Linked DNA regions of Pan troglodytes: region 2 is linked to region 1. A link is a contact called in public HiChIP or PLAC-seq data. All regions are on one chromosome and are shown on one strand. The core of a region is the stretch at or near the end of the contact, and the rest is flanking DNA. Distances in the headings are between cores, read along the strand shown. Region 1 holds the start of CLSTN3 (calsyntenin 3). Region 2 holds the start of CD163 (CD163 molecule).

Region 1 (7,646 bases), core at 3,223-5,722:
GGCCTGAGCATTCCAATCAACCTTTATTGAGTTCTCCCTTAGGATAGGCCCCAAACAAGGAGCTCAGAGTCTTGAAGAGATAGAGGATCAGTAAATAGGTAACTGTGACACCAGGCAAGAGTGAGGGATGGCAGTGGGGCGGGCAGAGTGAAATCTTTAAGGAAGTTGGGAGTTAATTAGATTGGAGAGAATGGGAAATTTCTAGCAAGGAAAGAAACAGCTAGAAATAGCGGTAAAAGAGAAAGGCAATTAGTTCTGAAGGGCTCTAACCTAGAGTATATGTGGTGGAGGCAATTGAAGAGTTGATTCACAGAGACCCTTGTATGCTGAGTTAAGTGTAACAGATGATGTAATGTAATAGATCATCACTGAAAGGGTGTAAGTCAGAGAGTGACATGATCACATTTATGTTTTAAGTAGACCCTGTGGCTACAGCATGCAGATTAGAGGAGGGTTAAGCCTGAGAACCAGCTGGGTGCAGTGGCTTAGGCCCGTAATCCCAGCATTTGGGAGGCTGAGGCAGGAGAATCACTTGAAGTCAAGAGTTTGAGACCAGCCTGGGCAACACAGTGAGACCCCACCTCTACCAAAAAAAAAAAAAAAAAAAAAAACACAAAAACACAAAAAAGCAATTTCAGGCACCAGGAAATGAAGGCCTGAATTAGGGTGGTGATAGAGAAAGGTTAGGAGGGAACACAGGAGAGCCATTTAGAAGAGTGATGCTCAACAGAAATAAAATGGGTCAGGAGCCATATTAGAAAAGTAAAGAGAAATAGGGGAAATGAATTTAAATAATATATTTTAGTTAACCAAAAATATTCAAAATATTATTATTTCAGCATGCAGCCAATATAAACATTTCCGAAATGCTTTTTATTTGGCATTGTCTGAAAGTCCACTTACAGCATCTAGATTTGGACTAGTTATATTTCAAGTATTCAACGGCCATCTGAAGTTAGCAAGCTGCTATACTGGGTAATGCAGAAAAGCTACAAAGATTTCTTGGCCAATTAGATGTGGTGGTGGTGGTGGTGTGTGTGTGTGTGTGCTGGGAGCCTAGAGGTAAGGAAACAAGAGATATTGACCATGACTCCCAGGTCTCTGGCCTGGCTGGTTATTGCCATTAGTGGAGAGAGTAGATATGAAAGTGGGGTAGGTTTGGATAGGAAGACAGTGAATTTGAATTTGACCTTGGCATTCAAATGGAAATTGGTTCCAGGACCCCCACCCCACTAAATCTGCTGAATAAAATGGCTTAGTATCTGTAGAGAAACTACATACATCCCCCTGTATACTTTATTATTATCATTTTGATACAGAGTCTTGCTCTGTCACCCAGACTAGAATGCAATGGCATGATCTTGGCTCACTGCAACCTCTGGCTCCCGGGTTCAAGTAATTCTCCTGCCTCAGCCTCCCAAGTAGCTGGGATTACAGGCATGCGCCACCATGCCTGCCTAATTTTTTGTATTTTTAGTAGAGATGGGGTTTCTCCATGTTGGTCAGACTGGTCTCGAACTCTTGACCTCAGGTGATCCGCCCGCCTTGGCCTCCCAAAGTACTGGGATTACAGGTGTGAGCCACTGTGCCCGGCCTAATTTATGTATTTTTAGTAGAGATGAGGTTTCACCATGTTGGCCAGGCTGGTCTTGAACTCCTGGCCTCAAGTGATCTGCCTGCCTCAGCCTCCCAAAGTCTTGGGATTATGGGTGTGAGCCACCACGCCCAGACTTTTCCCATATGCTTTAAATCATCTCTAGATTACTTATAATACCTAATGCAATGTACATGCTCTGTAAATAGTTGCTATACTGTATTGTTTTTTATTTGTATCATTTTGTATTGTTATTTTTTATTTTTATTTTTCCCAAATATTTTTCCATTTGCAGTTTGCTGAAGCTGTGGATGCAGAACCCATGAATATGGAGGGCCGACTGTATTTTGTAGGCAGTTGAAAACATTGCCCTGGAGCTCAGGAGATGGCTCTGGCTGGAGAATTCATGCCAAGGGCAGCCTATAGATGGAAGCAGAAGGCATGGGTGTAGATGATTTAGCCTATGGATAGTGGGCAGACAAAAGGGAGAAGACATTAAGAACAAAACTCTGCGGAGAAAACTCCAGTTTAAAGGATTAATAGGAGGACTAGGATCTGCAAAGGAGGCTAAGAAGGAATATGTAAGAAGTAGAAAGAAATGCAGGAGAGTGAAGTTATTGATGCTAAAGTAAAAGGGACTCTGGGTGACCAACAGTGTCACAGGCTGGAGGGTGGGCAAATGTTTGCTCTTCGGTCTGGGTTGGCCTGTTCTTTGCCCTTTGGGCTGGTGATAAGAGGGGGCAGGGAAGAAGTGGGAGAGAGACAGGGAGCACCAGGACCTGTTAGTTCTGGAGACTGGTATCCTGGGGACTGCATTCCCTGCTGCGGTGACCATTCCCCTCCTCCCCGCTGCTCTGGCTGGGGAAGGTCACTTTGTTTTGCCCCATGTTGTTAGGAGTCTCCCGTGATGCCTCCTTCCGGCCACCGCCCAGCCAGGGAAAATGTACCTGGCATTTTCGTCCGTCCACACTCCTGAGGTCCTCCTCAAACTCCACTCCCACATCGAACTGCACAGTGTAGTTTCGGAAGGTGCTCAGCGTCCTCACCGTCATGTGGTTGCCCTGGTGTTCGATCTCCTTGTCCGGCTTCAGCAGCAGCGCGATCTTCCGCACAGCCAAGCTGATGTCTGTGGGGGCTGCCTGTTAGTAGGGGTGCTGCTAGCCAGCCAGGAGCTCCTCTGCCTGCAGCAGCCCCTCAGGGCTGTGAGTTTCCCTTCTTTGGGTCTGGGACTGTGGATTCACCCCCTCCTACCAATCCCTGGTTAGAAATGGATCCCAGGTCTGGTGCCAGCCGCCTGAGCCTTTCCACAGTGTCCGACCCCGGGCATTCCCTCTTCTCCATGGGACCAAGAAGCAGGAAGGAAGAGGGGAGAAAGGGAGTGACAGGGGTCTGGGAGGGCGAGGCCATTACTTAGGGCTTGCAGGTAGTCCTCCATGTTCTTCTGCGAGACAAAGCGGTAGTAGCCAGTGAGGTTGGGAGGCATTGTGTGGATGAAGGTTTCAGGAGAATGCAGGAGACAGGGTGAGGAAGGAGGGGGTGTTGTCTGGCAGGTGAGGCTGAGAGATTCCAGCCTGCTCCACACACAGAGACAGGATGTGTAATGGCCGGGTTACCAGGGCTTTTTATAAGGCTGGGGCCCTGTTGCAATAAGAGTCTCTACCAGACTTCCTCCCTCCCCGCATGGTGAGTTTGGGGGTGGTGTCTCCAGCCTGAAGGAGGGGCAGGGATTTGGCAAAGTTGCGCCTGACCTTGGCTTTTCCTGAGGAAGGAACCTGGAGCAGGATCTGGGGCTGTCAGTCATCCAAAACTCAGCCATCCAAAGGTCAGTGTTGGCCTCCACCTCATTTCTGGCAGGCTTGGGAACCGTCCCAGGGCCTGAGGGGCAGTCTTTCCTGGGAGACACCTGAGGCTGGTCTGGCTGTGTGAGGTGGAGATGAGTTCCAACAATATCCTGAGAGCCTGGGACTGAGTGATGTTGGAAGATGTGAGGGGAGGGGGTGAGGATGGCCAGCTGCCACCATGAAGAGCACCCTGTAGGCCTGGCTCTCAGAGCTCCCTCAGGTAGTGTGCTCAACTGGGACCCCAAAGTGGCATTCCAGACTCTTGGTCCTAAAGAGCCATTAGGAGGGAGGTGGAGCCCGAGGGGTGCTGAGTTCAAAGTCCGGAACAGACAGCCTGAGAGGAGTTTGTTGGCTATTCTAGAGAATTTTATTCTTTTTGGCTTGGGACCCAGGGGGTTTTCTCTCCCTCTGAGTCATCGATGAGACCGTAACCCCCAGTCCCCAGCCCTAGGACAGCCCATGCTTTCCAGATGTATTTCTGTGAAGGTGGGGTGGAGGCGCCTAAATAATATTGTGCCCCGCCCCCAGCTGCCCAATTCTCTCTCGAACCTGCCATCGTCCCGGGCTTCAGAATCCACTGGGCTTGGTTCATCATGGTTTAAGGTGAAATTCGGGGCGAAGGAGGCAGGGCAGGTAGGCAGGAGGAGGCGGCCGGTCCCGACAGGTGCGTGCGCGAGGGGTGCACGACGTCCTGCCCCTCCTTGGGTCCCAGAGCCTCGATACCGCCCTGCGGACCGCCCTGTGGCTTCCTCGCAGCCCTGGGCTACAAATGCCAGGATTTCTCAGGCTCAGACTGAGGGTTTTACTTCACCCTTCCCAGAGGGCACGCAGCACGGATCTGTGGATGGAAGGGGCTGTGGAAACAGGTTATGCAGAGTTGGGGGGCGGGGTGACGCGGTGCCACCCCTCCTGGCCGCCCTCAGGTCCCGCTGACGTCTCTCTTCCCCACCCCCTGGCTTCTGGCTTCTTTCTCCCCACGTCCCTCTTCTTTCCCACCCCCTCCGTGGCTCTCCAGCTTCCTCCCCAGCCCCCGCAGTTCCTCGGCTCCCCCAAATTGCAGCCAGGGGAAGGAGCCCTGAAGCTCTCCAGCCCCGACGCCCCAGTCTCATTGGCTCCCTCCCCCGCTGCAGCACCTGGTCCCCCCCCCCCAGTCACCTGATTGGCCGGCGGCCCCATCAATCGTTGCCCGGCTGTGCTGACGTCATCCTGCAGTAGCGGGGTTGGGGTGGGAGTGAGAGAGTGAGGACGCTGGGCTGGGGGAAACGGGAAGCCGCTGCAAGTCCACCGCCTCAGCTACCCAGATTGGGATCTGCCCAGGCCCGCTTTATGGACTAGTGTGGGCGGCAGGCTTCTTTCCGTCCCTGCCCTGCTGAACCCCGCTCCTTGGAGACCCCCTGTATCCCTCCCGCAAGGTGGAATCCGCAGGCTGGAGGCTCCCAGGGGAGGCAAACGCCTGGCCCTGCCCTGCCCCACGCCGCACCATGACCCTCCTGCTGCTGCCCCTTCTGCTGGCCTCTCTGCTCGCGTCCTGCTCCTGTAACAAAGGTGAGTGAGGTGGGGGTGGGGGTACCGAAAGAGGGGCGTCGGGCAGCGCCGTGCGGGGTAGGGGTGGGAAGGAGGTGTCGAGGCTCCCTGGCACCTGACAGGTGTCTGGCCCTCTTCTGATCACCCGCCTTCCCATCCGTTCTCAGACCTGCTCCGTCTCCTCTCTTTCTCTTCCCCCAGCTACATCTTCCTTTCTGGTCCATCTCTACCCATGCGTTTCTCTTGCTGGTCATCTTGCTCCCATTTGGTCTCCATTCCCGTCCTGGTGTCTCTATTCTCCCCTTCCCCTAATTTCTACACGCTGGTGGCTACCTCGGGTCTGGGAAGGACTGCCCCCGAGCGGGTGATAGGCCTCTCCCCGCGGCTCTCCCTTTCACTGGCGCATGCTAAGGGTGTGTGGCAGATCCATCTGCTTCGCCTCCATCCCATCCTGGGGAGAAAGTATTTGCTGCAGTTCAGCAATTCGGAGCACGTATGTTTTTGCGTGTGCCTCTGCATTCAGACCCTTTTGCCTGCATCAGCTGGGCTGTGGGTTACCAGAGCTGCCCTCTCTGGCAGACAGCGGATACATTCAGCTGGGCGGGGCTGTCGGACAGACGGAGAGGGAGGACGGGAGGGAGGGCTTGCGGGCAGAGGGCTCAGGTAGGTGGAAAAGGATGGAGACTGGCAGGAAAGGGCAGAAGTGGGTGTGTGGGGGGCGCTAAATGAATATGAGAGGGAAAGCTGAGAAGGAGAAGACCAGAGATGAGGCGTGGGAGGGGGTAAGGAGGGGATGGAAAAGGGTAAAGGTGGAGGCAGAAAAAAGAGGAAGGGATGAGGAAAATCAGGAAAAGAGTGAGTCAGGGAGGAGCCCGGGAGCCTAGGAGTGAAAGGGAGCAAACGCAGAGACCGCAGGGGGCCAGGAGGAGAGGAAACAGAGGCTCAGAGACCTGGGAAGACAAGCAGGGTGGGAGGGGGAGCTGTGCAGAGGGCGCCCAGCCCTGCCCTTCCATGGCTCTCTCTTCCTCGCCTGCATCTCTGACCTCAGCCTCGCCTCCTAGCCTCCTGCCACTTCCTGTACCGCCTCCTGTGCACCATCTTGTGGCTTTCTCCTCAGCATTCAGGAAGGGGTTATGGTGGTCATCAGTAAGAAAGCCTTCCCATGCCAAAGGCTTGCTGGTGTGTGGTTGGAGGAGAGAATGGAAATCAGGGTTTCTTGCTCACCGTGAGATACTGGGGATGAGGTTCCTTTTGGGGACTCAGTTTCCCTCTGCCTCATGATTGTGCTTTGGGAGCCTGGGTGTTGGCATGATGATGGGATTAGAGCAAGCGTGGAGGCTGGGGTGGGGGGTGATGTGGAAGGGGAGGAAATATGCTTCCCCACAGCCCCTCACCAGGCTGAATCTGGTAGAAGATGGGGAGATTTGGAGTCTGATGAGTCCCACATCCATTCTGAATTGGCTGGTGGTTGAAGGGAAGAGGGATGGGGTAGATAAGAACTGGGATTGAGTTCTGTATAAAAAGTGGGTTTCAGGGAATGTGGTTTGATGGTCTTGTGGAGGACATAGAAATGTGTCGGTTTCGAATGTGTTCTCTTGGGTGTGGGGGTGGGAAGCAGGGACGGGATTTGTCATGTTTCTAGGCCAGCCCGATAATCCCTTAGGATGACGGCTGTGCTGGGTCCAGTTGCTCAGCATTGATTCCTCTGCTCCATTCCTGCCCCTCTCTGCCCCCTCCCTCTGTCCTATATATCTTCACTTCTCTCCTTTCTCCCCATCCTGTGTTCTGGGAGAGTGGCCTCAAGTTGGGGCTTGGCTGGGAGAAGTGCAGAGTGAAGGGATCAGGACTGAAATGAGTTGGGAGGAGGATAAGCAATCAGGAGCTCAGGAAGCTTCTAGATCTTTTTCTAGTTTCAATTCTGCCCTTAATCTATCCCTTCCCTTTCCCAGGGCCTTCTCACAGCCCACCACTGCTCCCTGAAGTTCCCTGTCTCCATTCTCTAGCACGTGAAATCGCTAAAGAACATTCTCCACTTCCTGACCATGGTTCCCACGGAGATAGTGATCCCCTCCTCTTCACCCCCAGGGCAGGTTGTTTCCATGGGAACTGTCTACCCTGCTATAGGAGAAGGCTATGACCTCCCGCAGACCCTCTGACTCCTTTAGTAGCTGATTTCTTGTCCTCAACCACCCGCCTCCTGTAAGGTGCTCCTATAGGGGGTGGAAAAGGTGATGGTGCTGGGGTGTGAGTTGTCTGGGTCAACAAGGGTTGTTGTGGGAGTAGAGGCCCTGCTGACAGGTGCTTCCTCTCCTCTCCCTGGGGTGGGGCCAGCCAACAAGCACAAGCCATGGATTGAGGCAGAGTACCAGGGCATCGTCATGGAGAATGACAACACGGTCCTACTGAATCCACCACTCTTTGCCTTGGACAAGGATGCCCCGCTGCGCTATGCAGGTAATTGGGATTGGGGGATGGCAAGGCAGGGTAGGACAGAGAAAAGTGGGTGGGAGGGCCAAGAGCAAGGGAGGGAGGGAAGGTCCTGGGAGTGATGAGAAAGTAAGGGAAGATAAAAGTGGGCTCAAGGAGGGGAATGGTCTCCACTGAAGAATGGAGATTGAGTCAAGGATGCCAGAAAAGGACATGGCCAGGCAAGGGTTAAACACATCATGATTTTGTCAGATCTCAGG
Region 2 (7,646 bases), core at 3,612-6,111, 480 kb after region 1:
ACCAATCAGCGCTCTGTAGCTAGCTAGAGGTTTGTAAAATGAACCAATCAGCAGGACATGAGTGGGGACAAATAAGGAAATAAAAGCTGGCCACCCCTTGCCAGCAGTGGCAACCTGCTTGGGTCCCCTTCCAATGCTGTGGAAACTTTGTTCTTTCGCTCTTCACAATAAATCTTGCTGCTGCTCACTCTTTGGGTCCATGCCACCTTTAAGAGATGTAACATTTACCGTGAAGGTCTGTGGCTTCATTCTTGAGGTCAGTGAGACCACGAACCCACCAGAAGGAACCAATTCCATACACAAGACATCAAAAGACATGTACAAAATAGCCATAACAGTTTTATTTATAATAGCGCCAAACTAGAAAACACCAGCAGTAAAGTGAATACATGAAATGTGGTCTATTCACACAATGGAGTGCAATATAGTAACGAGAATGAAAAAACTACAACCACAGCCAACAATATTATACATGGATCTCACAAACAATATATAAAATAAAAAATCCAACAGAGAGGATTATATCCTTTATAATTCTATTTATATGGATTTCCAAAGTACACTGGAAACGGTATTGTTAGATGTTTACCTACTGGTTATGTGATGGAGGATGGTAACTGAAAGAATGTACAAATGGGATTGGGGGTGTCAGCAATGTTTTTTCTTGACCTGGATGACAATTACATGAGTGTGTTCAATCTATGAAAGGTGTAGAAAAGAACAATGTAATTGTATGGTTTTTCGTATGCACTCAAACTTCAAAAACAACTTCAAAGTGTACTAAAAATTCTACTGAAGAAACTAGAAAAATAGTTTTAAGTAACCTAGAATGTGAGAAATATTTCAGTGTCTGAATGGATCCCACCTCCCCTTCAATTTTACTTTCAAGGCATTTCCCTTTCCGAAGTTGAGCAGCAGCTAAAATTCTTTCATGCCCTTGGTAGAAAATGTAAGGCTTCAGGCTCTGTGGAATCCTCACAGAGATAACTGATGCAACATTGTCATTTCTCTGGGTTAATGAGAGTTTATTATTTTCAGAAGGCTCTGGGGCAAGGATGAAGCATAGTAAATTGTAAAGTAACTGTGACTCACAGGGAGAGGGAGAATCCTGCTCCCTGTGAGCATGGCTTGTTCCTTCTGCTTCAACCCATCTGAAGAGGATTGTCGCAGATTGGATTTTTCAGAAGCAGATGCTAAAACAAAGTGGCATTTATTCCTAAAAAATAAGTGTTTTTAGGAATTAACACCTTGGAAAGAAAGCAGAGTCGGGGAATGATGAGACAACAAAATGTGATATGAGAAGAATTTGAACTGTGATCCAGGCACAACAGAGACCAAGCTGAGTATCTGGACCGAACTGAGGGTCAGGCTGCTATTTCTCATGGCCCAATAACAAGATGACAATGTACTGGGGAGGAAGAGAGTTTTTATCTCTGTAACCAATTACAAGGAAAAGGCCCAGAAATTATCGCCAGACCAACTCAAAATTACAAAGTTTTCCAGAGTTCATAGACCTTCTAAGCTATATGTCTACATGTAAATGTGCATTCATCTAAAGACATAAGTGATTAACTTCTTTTAATCTATAACTAAGGTCTGAGTCCTGATGACCTTCCTCTGGAGCCTCAGTAAATTTGCTTAATCTAAATGAGTCTAGATGCTGGGGTGATTACCCTTATCTTGTCTCCTGCTAAATCACAAAGGTTTGGGGAGTTCCTTCAGACTTCCAATAGACATGTTTAGTCATGCTTTAAGGTTCGGGAAAGGCCTAGGCAAAACTCTTGCTGGGCTTTTGTTACATTCCAACCTGTGTATAAGAGCACTGGCTTTTAATAGTTAACCACTCTGAAACAGTTGTTATGGAGGCCTGCATTAGTGAGACCTGGCCTGTCACAAAGCCATCTTGGTAGGGAGGGCTGGAGGTGCTGACTGAGTATTTCAATAATAAATTTTTCTTTTTTTTTTCTTCTTTTGAGACGGAGTCTCCCTCAGTCACCCAGGCTGGAGTGCAATGGCATGATCTCGGCTCACTGCAACCTCCGCCTCCCAGGTTCAAGCGATTCTCCTGCCTCAGCCTCCTAAGTGGCTGGGAGTACAGGCGCACACCACCAGACCTGGCTAATCTTTTTGTATTTTAGTAGAGACAGTGTTTTGCCATGTTGGCCAGGCTGGTCTCGAACTCCTGACCTCAGGTGATCCATCCACCTCAGCCTCCCAGAGTGCTGGGATTACAGGCATGCCTAGCCATAAATTGTTCTGATGATGTATTTCCGGTTTATGGAAAGGAAAAAAAAATTACAGGAGCCACAGAGATCACAGTAAGTATGATGGCGGGGGGAAAGAGCTACTCTTTGCACCATCAGAAGTATAATTCAAGGCAATAACTGTCTCACTCATTTTCTGCCCTCAGAGCTGTGTTTGCTACTTAAAATATCTGTGAACCAATGAAAATTTCAAATGAGCAGCAGGATGTAAAGCAAATGAGAAATTTAAGCTGTTCTCCCAGAAGGCAATTATTATTAAATATATGTACCACAGCATTATCATCATCATACACATGAAATCAATTATCACCCTAAGCAACCACAATTTCAGTTACCTTATTTTCCTTAGGAAGTCTACCATCACTTACCAGATTTTTACCTAAATGAATTATTATTCATGTCAAAGAACAATAGTTTATTATACCAACATTTGTAGCTATCATAGCTTTACTTAGTTTATATTTTTATGTATGACTGATTTACTCTACATCACTTAAAATATTGCCAACAACCAACAACATAAAAACAAAATGCCAGGTGAAGAATACAAACAAAATAGCCTTTCTATCTCCACTTAGGATATTATCAATCTTTTCTTTCCCCCTTGCACGAATATTTTTAGCATTGGATCAGGAATTTAGGTTAGCCAGAACAACAACTCTCAAAGTCTTAAGCAAGTATATCATACTTAATTCCTGAAAAATAAGGACTGTAAAACTTTATCCCACATTAATTCAATGAAAATTAAACACTTTTATTAAGCTAAAACCTCATTAGACTAGTAGGCTCCAACCCCATGGTACCACTCTGCATTTAAACAATAAGAAATTTTTAGTTACTCCTCCTCCTTGCCAGTATGTGGTATTGTAAAGTCTTTTTATTTTAGCTATTCTAATCATTGTGTATTGGTATTTGGTTGTGGTTTTAATTTGCATTTCTCTAATGACTAGTGATGTTAATTTCAGGTGCCTATTTTCTATCTGAGTATCTTCCCTGGGGAAGTATCTGTTCAAATCTTTTTGCCTATTGTTTACTCTTTAAAATTGAGTTATGAGAGTTCTTTATGTCTTCTAGATACAAACTTATTAACTATATGATGTGCAATTATTTTCTTCCAGACTATGGCTAGCCTTCCAATCTTTTAATGGTCTTTTGAAGAAGTAAAGTTTTTAATTTTCATAATATCTACCTTATCAGTTTGTCCTTTGGTGTCGGTCTTATGTCCAAGAACTCTTTGCTTACCCAAGGTGACAAAGATTTTTCTTTCAAATTGTCTTCTTCCTAGTGTTGGTGATGAGAAATTGGAAGTCAATATAATTGTATTTCCTTTGAGTATTATGTGTTTTTCCACTCTGAAGTTTAGATGAAGATTTATGTTTTAGCTAAATCCTGAAAATTTCTCATCTATTGTTGTTATAATTATTATTGATTGTACTCTACTCCATTTAATATTTCTATAACTTGGATGCATATTGAAATTTCTGTATATGTATCCTCTGTATCTCTTTTATATTCTTTGTCATTATTCCCCTTTTACTGTATTTTGGGAGAATTACTTATTTAGGTCTCTCGGGTCAAAATTTTTCTGGCATTATCCATTCTGTTCTTCACCTACTATCTTAAGGATTTTCTTTCTATTTTCATAGGGCAAACTTTTATTTTTATAATCTATGGCTTTTAAAATTAATAAAATATCGTTTAGTCTCTCTTTGAATATATTACTTATACTTCTTTTCTATATCTTCTCTGTTTTTTAAAACATGTTTCCTTGAGTGTAAAGTATTTCATTTGTTGTACTTATTGTTTTCATGGTCTTGCAAACCAAAAATGAAGATTTCTTCCTTCTCAGGGGAATCAAGGAAGAAGCCTCTCACTCAATTATGAGCCCCCAAAGCTGAAATTCTATTTAAGCCATTCCCTGAATTTTCTACATGAGAAAACAAATTATTTTCATGTGCCATATCACTACCAAAAATAAATATTAAATACAGTTCCATTATGTACATGGTGTGTTAGTGCTGTTCAACATTTAATAATCTACTACTACTGTACATAATCATATGAATGCATATATGTAATTGTACGTGGAAGAATATACCCCATGCATGTCAAGTGCAAGTGCCTGGGCCAGGCAATTTCCAAAGCACCTCTTCAGGTAGTCAGTTTCCATCCTGGGGCCCAAGTTCAATTTCCAGGTTTTTTTTGTTATGGTTTGGTTTTTGGGTTTTTTATGTTGCCGCTGTTTGTTTTGAGACAGGGTCTCACCATCCTGGCTGGAGTGTAGTGGCGCGATTTTGTGTTGTTGTTGTTGTTGTTAGATGGAGTCTAGCTCTGTCGCCCGGGCTGGAGTGCAGTGGCGCGATCTCTGCTCACTGCAACCTCCGCCCCCCAGGTTCAAGCGATTCTCCTGCCTCAGCCTCCCGAGTAGCTGGGACTATAGGCGTGAGCCACCGCACCCAGCCCCCAAGTTCCAGTCTTGATTCTGCCTCTTACTAGCTGTGTGATCTTCAACAAGTCACTCAGTCTCTGCAAACCTCGGTTTCCTCATCTGTCAGTCCCGCTTCCTCTTTGCTGCGCGCGCCGTCGTTGCCTGGCAACGGGAGGCGACGCCCGGATTGAGAGAGAGTAGGTGGGTGCATTGGGTGAGCGCCCACGACAGAGGCCGTTTTGACCGTTGGGCCTTGTCAGTTCCTTAGGACTCGCCTGGGTCTCCAGTCAGTGGCCGGAGGCGACTCCCGGATTGAGCCTAAGTGCGTGCCTAGGGTGCGCGCCCACCACGGAGGTGGTTTTGACGGTTGGGCCGTGTGAGTTGCTAGGACTCACCTGGGTCTCCAGTCAGTGCCGGGCCGCCGCCCCTGCCGCCGCCCCTGCCGCCGCCGCCGCCGCCGCCGCCGCCCCTGCCGCCGCCGCCGCCCCTGCCGCCGCCCCTGCCGCCGCCCCTGCCGCCGCCCCTGCCGCCGCCCCTGCCGCCGCCCCTGCCGCCCCTGCCGCCGCCAGCGCTCCTCGAGCGCTCCTCCTCTGTGGAGAGCGCCGCGGGCACCTGCAAGACAGGGGGCGCCCCTTCCACAAACCCGAGTAGGAAAACCAACCTAAGGGCTCCAGGTGGAGCGTTGCCAGATACAATACAGTAACGCATGCGCAGTCAACTTTGAATTTCAGATAAACGAGTTACTTTTGAGTACAAATATAGTATCATACAAAGTTATTCGTTGGTTATCTGAAATTCAGGGTTACCTGGGAGTGCTGTGTTTATTTGCCGAGTCTGGCACCCCGGCCCGGGCCGCCTCCCTGTCCACTCTGGCTGGGTCTCCCAGGCATGGGCAAGGGACCTCCTTCTACCTCCTGTGGCAACTTCTTCAGGCTGGAGGCAGCTGTCTCTGTGGAAAGGGGCTTTCGTATGTTGAGCCAAGATGCCTATTGGTGTATGTGAAAAATAACACTACTAGGCCGGGCACGGTGGCTCACGCCTGTAATCCCAGAACTTTGGGAGGCCGAGGCGGGCAGACCACAAGGTCAAGAGATCGAGACCATCTTGGCCAATATGATGAAACTCCGTCTCTACTAAAAATAGAAAAATTAGCTGGGCGTAGTGGCGCGCTCCTATAGTCCCAGCTACTTGGGAGACTGAAGTAGAAGAATCGCTTGAACCCGGGGGGCGGAGGTGGCAATGAACCGAGATCGTGCCACTGCACTCCAGCCTGGCGACAGAGCGAGATTCCTCTCAAAAAAAAAAAAAAGAAGAAGAAGAAGAAGAAAAAGAACCCTACTTAAAACAGGAAAGTTGGGTTATTCTCGTCGTTCATGGACAGGAAACAAGTGCTCAGGGAGATGACAAGCCTTGCACACTTCCCATTGATATGCTCAGAATTCCCACACAGAACCTTGACTTGGCCCAACCCTTAGGCCGGAAGTTTTCCCGTTAGAGATAATGGTCCCCTTCTCATATTCATCTTTCCGGAGCATCAGGAGGAGGCTGTTCCCATTTTTATGTTATTTCACTTCAAGTGACGTTGAGATGTCTATGCAGTATTTTTGTCTTTGGAGTATATCATACTGAAGAAATACAGTGAAGATACTGTGTTCCAAAGTCAGATGTAATAATGCTTTCCTCTATGTGGTTGAGACAGCAATGCCAACTCGATAGGGAATTAGGCTTATTTGTGCCATTTAGTTTTCAGTTTTAATGACTGTATTTACATATACATGCATGCACCTTTCTCTGCTGCTTTGTATTCCTTTCCCCAGTACAAAAGATGGCATACTGTGTGCAGTTTCTGCACCTTGCTTTCTTCACTTCACTCTGTGTCCTTCAGTTCACACTCTACTTTAGAGAGCTTCCGCATTCTCTTGTATATCTGCATAATAATCCATTGTGTTGCTCTGCCTCATTAGTCCTGAATTTGATGAATATTCAAATGGAGCTCCAGTTTTACTATTGTAAATAACGGTGCAAATAACCATGTGCATCTGCCATCTCATATTTTTGCAAGCATATCTTCGAGATAGGATCCAAGAAGTGAGATTGGTGGTCAAAGGATAAACACGTGATTTTGTAGATTTTGCCAAATTCCCCTCCATAGGGGTTATATCATTTTGTTCTTTCACGGCTACCATATGACACAAGAGCAGTACTGGAGCCTATGAACCTCAGGATGTCAATGTTTCTGAAATTTTATGCAAATATTAGGTATATTTGTCCAGAGATAGGTCTAGATGCATTGGCATTCTGTCCTCTATAATTGCCGTGCTCATTCCTGTATCAGGGCCCTTCCTCATACCTGGAAGGCTCTTCTCTTCTTTGCCTTGTTTTCTGTTCTTTCAGTAAATTTAAACTGAGCTCAAATGTCACCCCTCAGAAAAGCTTTAATTCACTTCCCTGACTTGTTCAGATCTCCTTTTGTGGGTTAATTTTAAACTCAGGGGTTCATGTGCATGTTTGTTACGTGGTTATACAGTTAATGAGGGGATTGAACATTGTAATCAATCGGCAATTTTTCAACCTCTACCCTCCCCACTTGAGGGTCCCCAGTGTCTTTATGCCCATGTGTACCCATTGTCAAGCTCCCACTTTTAAGAAAGAACATGTGATGTTTGATTTATTGTTTCTGGGTTTGTTCACTTAGGATAATGGCCTCCAGTTCCATCCATGTTGCTGCAAAAGACATGATTTCATTCTTTTTTTTTTTTTCTTTTTTTAGACGGAGTCTCACTTTGTCACCCAGGCTGGAGTGCAGTGGCCCAATCTCAGCTCACTGCAACCTCTGCCTCCCGGGTTCAAGCGATTCTTCTGCCTCAGCCTCCCGAGTAGCTGGGACTACAGGCGCGTAATAACCAGCTAATTTTTGTATTTTTAGTAGAGATGGGGTTTCGCCATGTTGGCCA

What was found. HiChIP or PLAC-seq counts read pairs in DNA pulled down with a chosen protein or histone mark.
Region 2: an H3K4me3 HiChIP or PLAC-seq map of stem cell-derived excitatory neurons shows a contact between it and region 1, with 4 times the contacts expected there. The contact joins the promoter of CD163 here to the promoter of CLSTN3 in region 1. A contact is called at or near these places in 1 of 7 Hi-C or Micro-C datasets (stem cell-derived neural progenitor cells), 1 of 1 datasets of contacts at active chromatin or transcription factors (stem cell-derived excitatory neurons) and 1 of 1 other capture datasets (stem cell-derived neural stem cells).

The regions. Positions count from the first base shown.
Region 1 is chr10:14,310,124-14,317,769 of NHGRI_mPanTro3-v2.0_pri, forward strand. It overlaps CLSTN3 (calsyntenin 3), which reads left to right and starts at 4,473. Exons shown (of 18, transcript XM_016922879.4): 1 at 4,473-4,980; 2 at 7,291-7,413. The coding sequence starts at 4,917. It overlaps RBP5 (retinol binding protein 5), which reads right to left and starts at 3,110. Exons shown (of 4, transcript XM_001164007.5): 1 at 3,005-3,110; 2 at 2,542-2,720. The coding sequence starts at 3,077.
Region 2 is chr10:14,788,761-14,796,406 of NHGRI_mPanTro3-v2.0_pri, forward strand. CD163 (CD163 molecule) reads right to left here and starts at 4,862. Exons shown (of 21, transcript XM_063786270.1): 1 at 4,758-4,862; 2 at 3,454-3,545.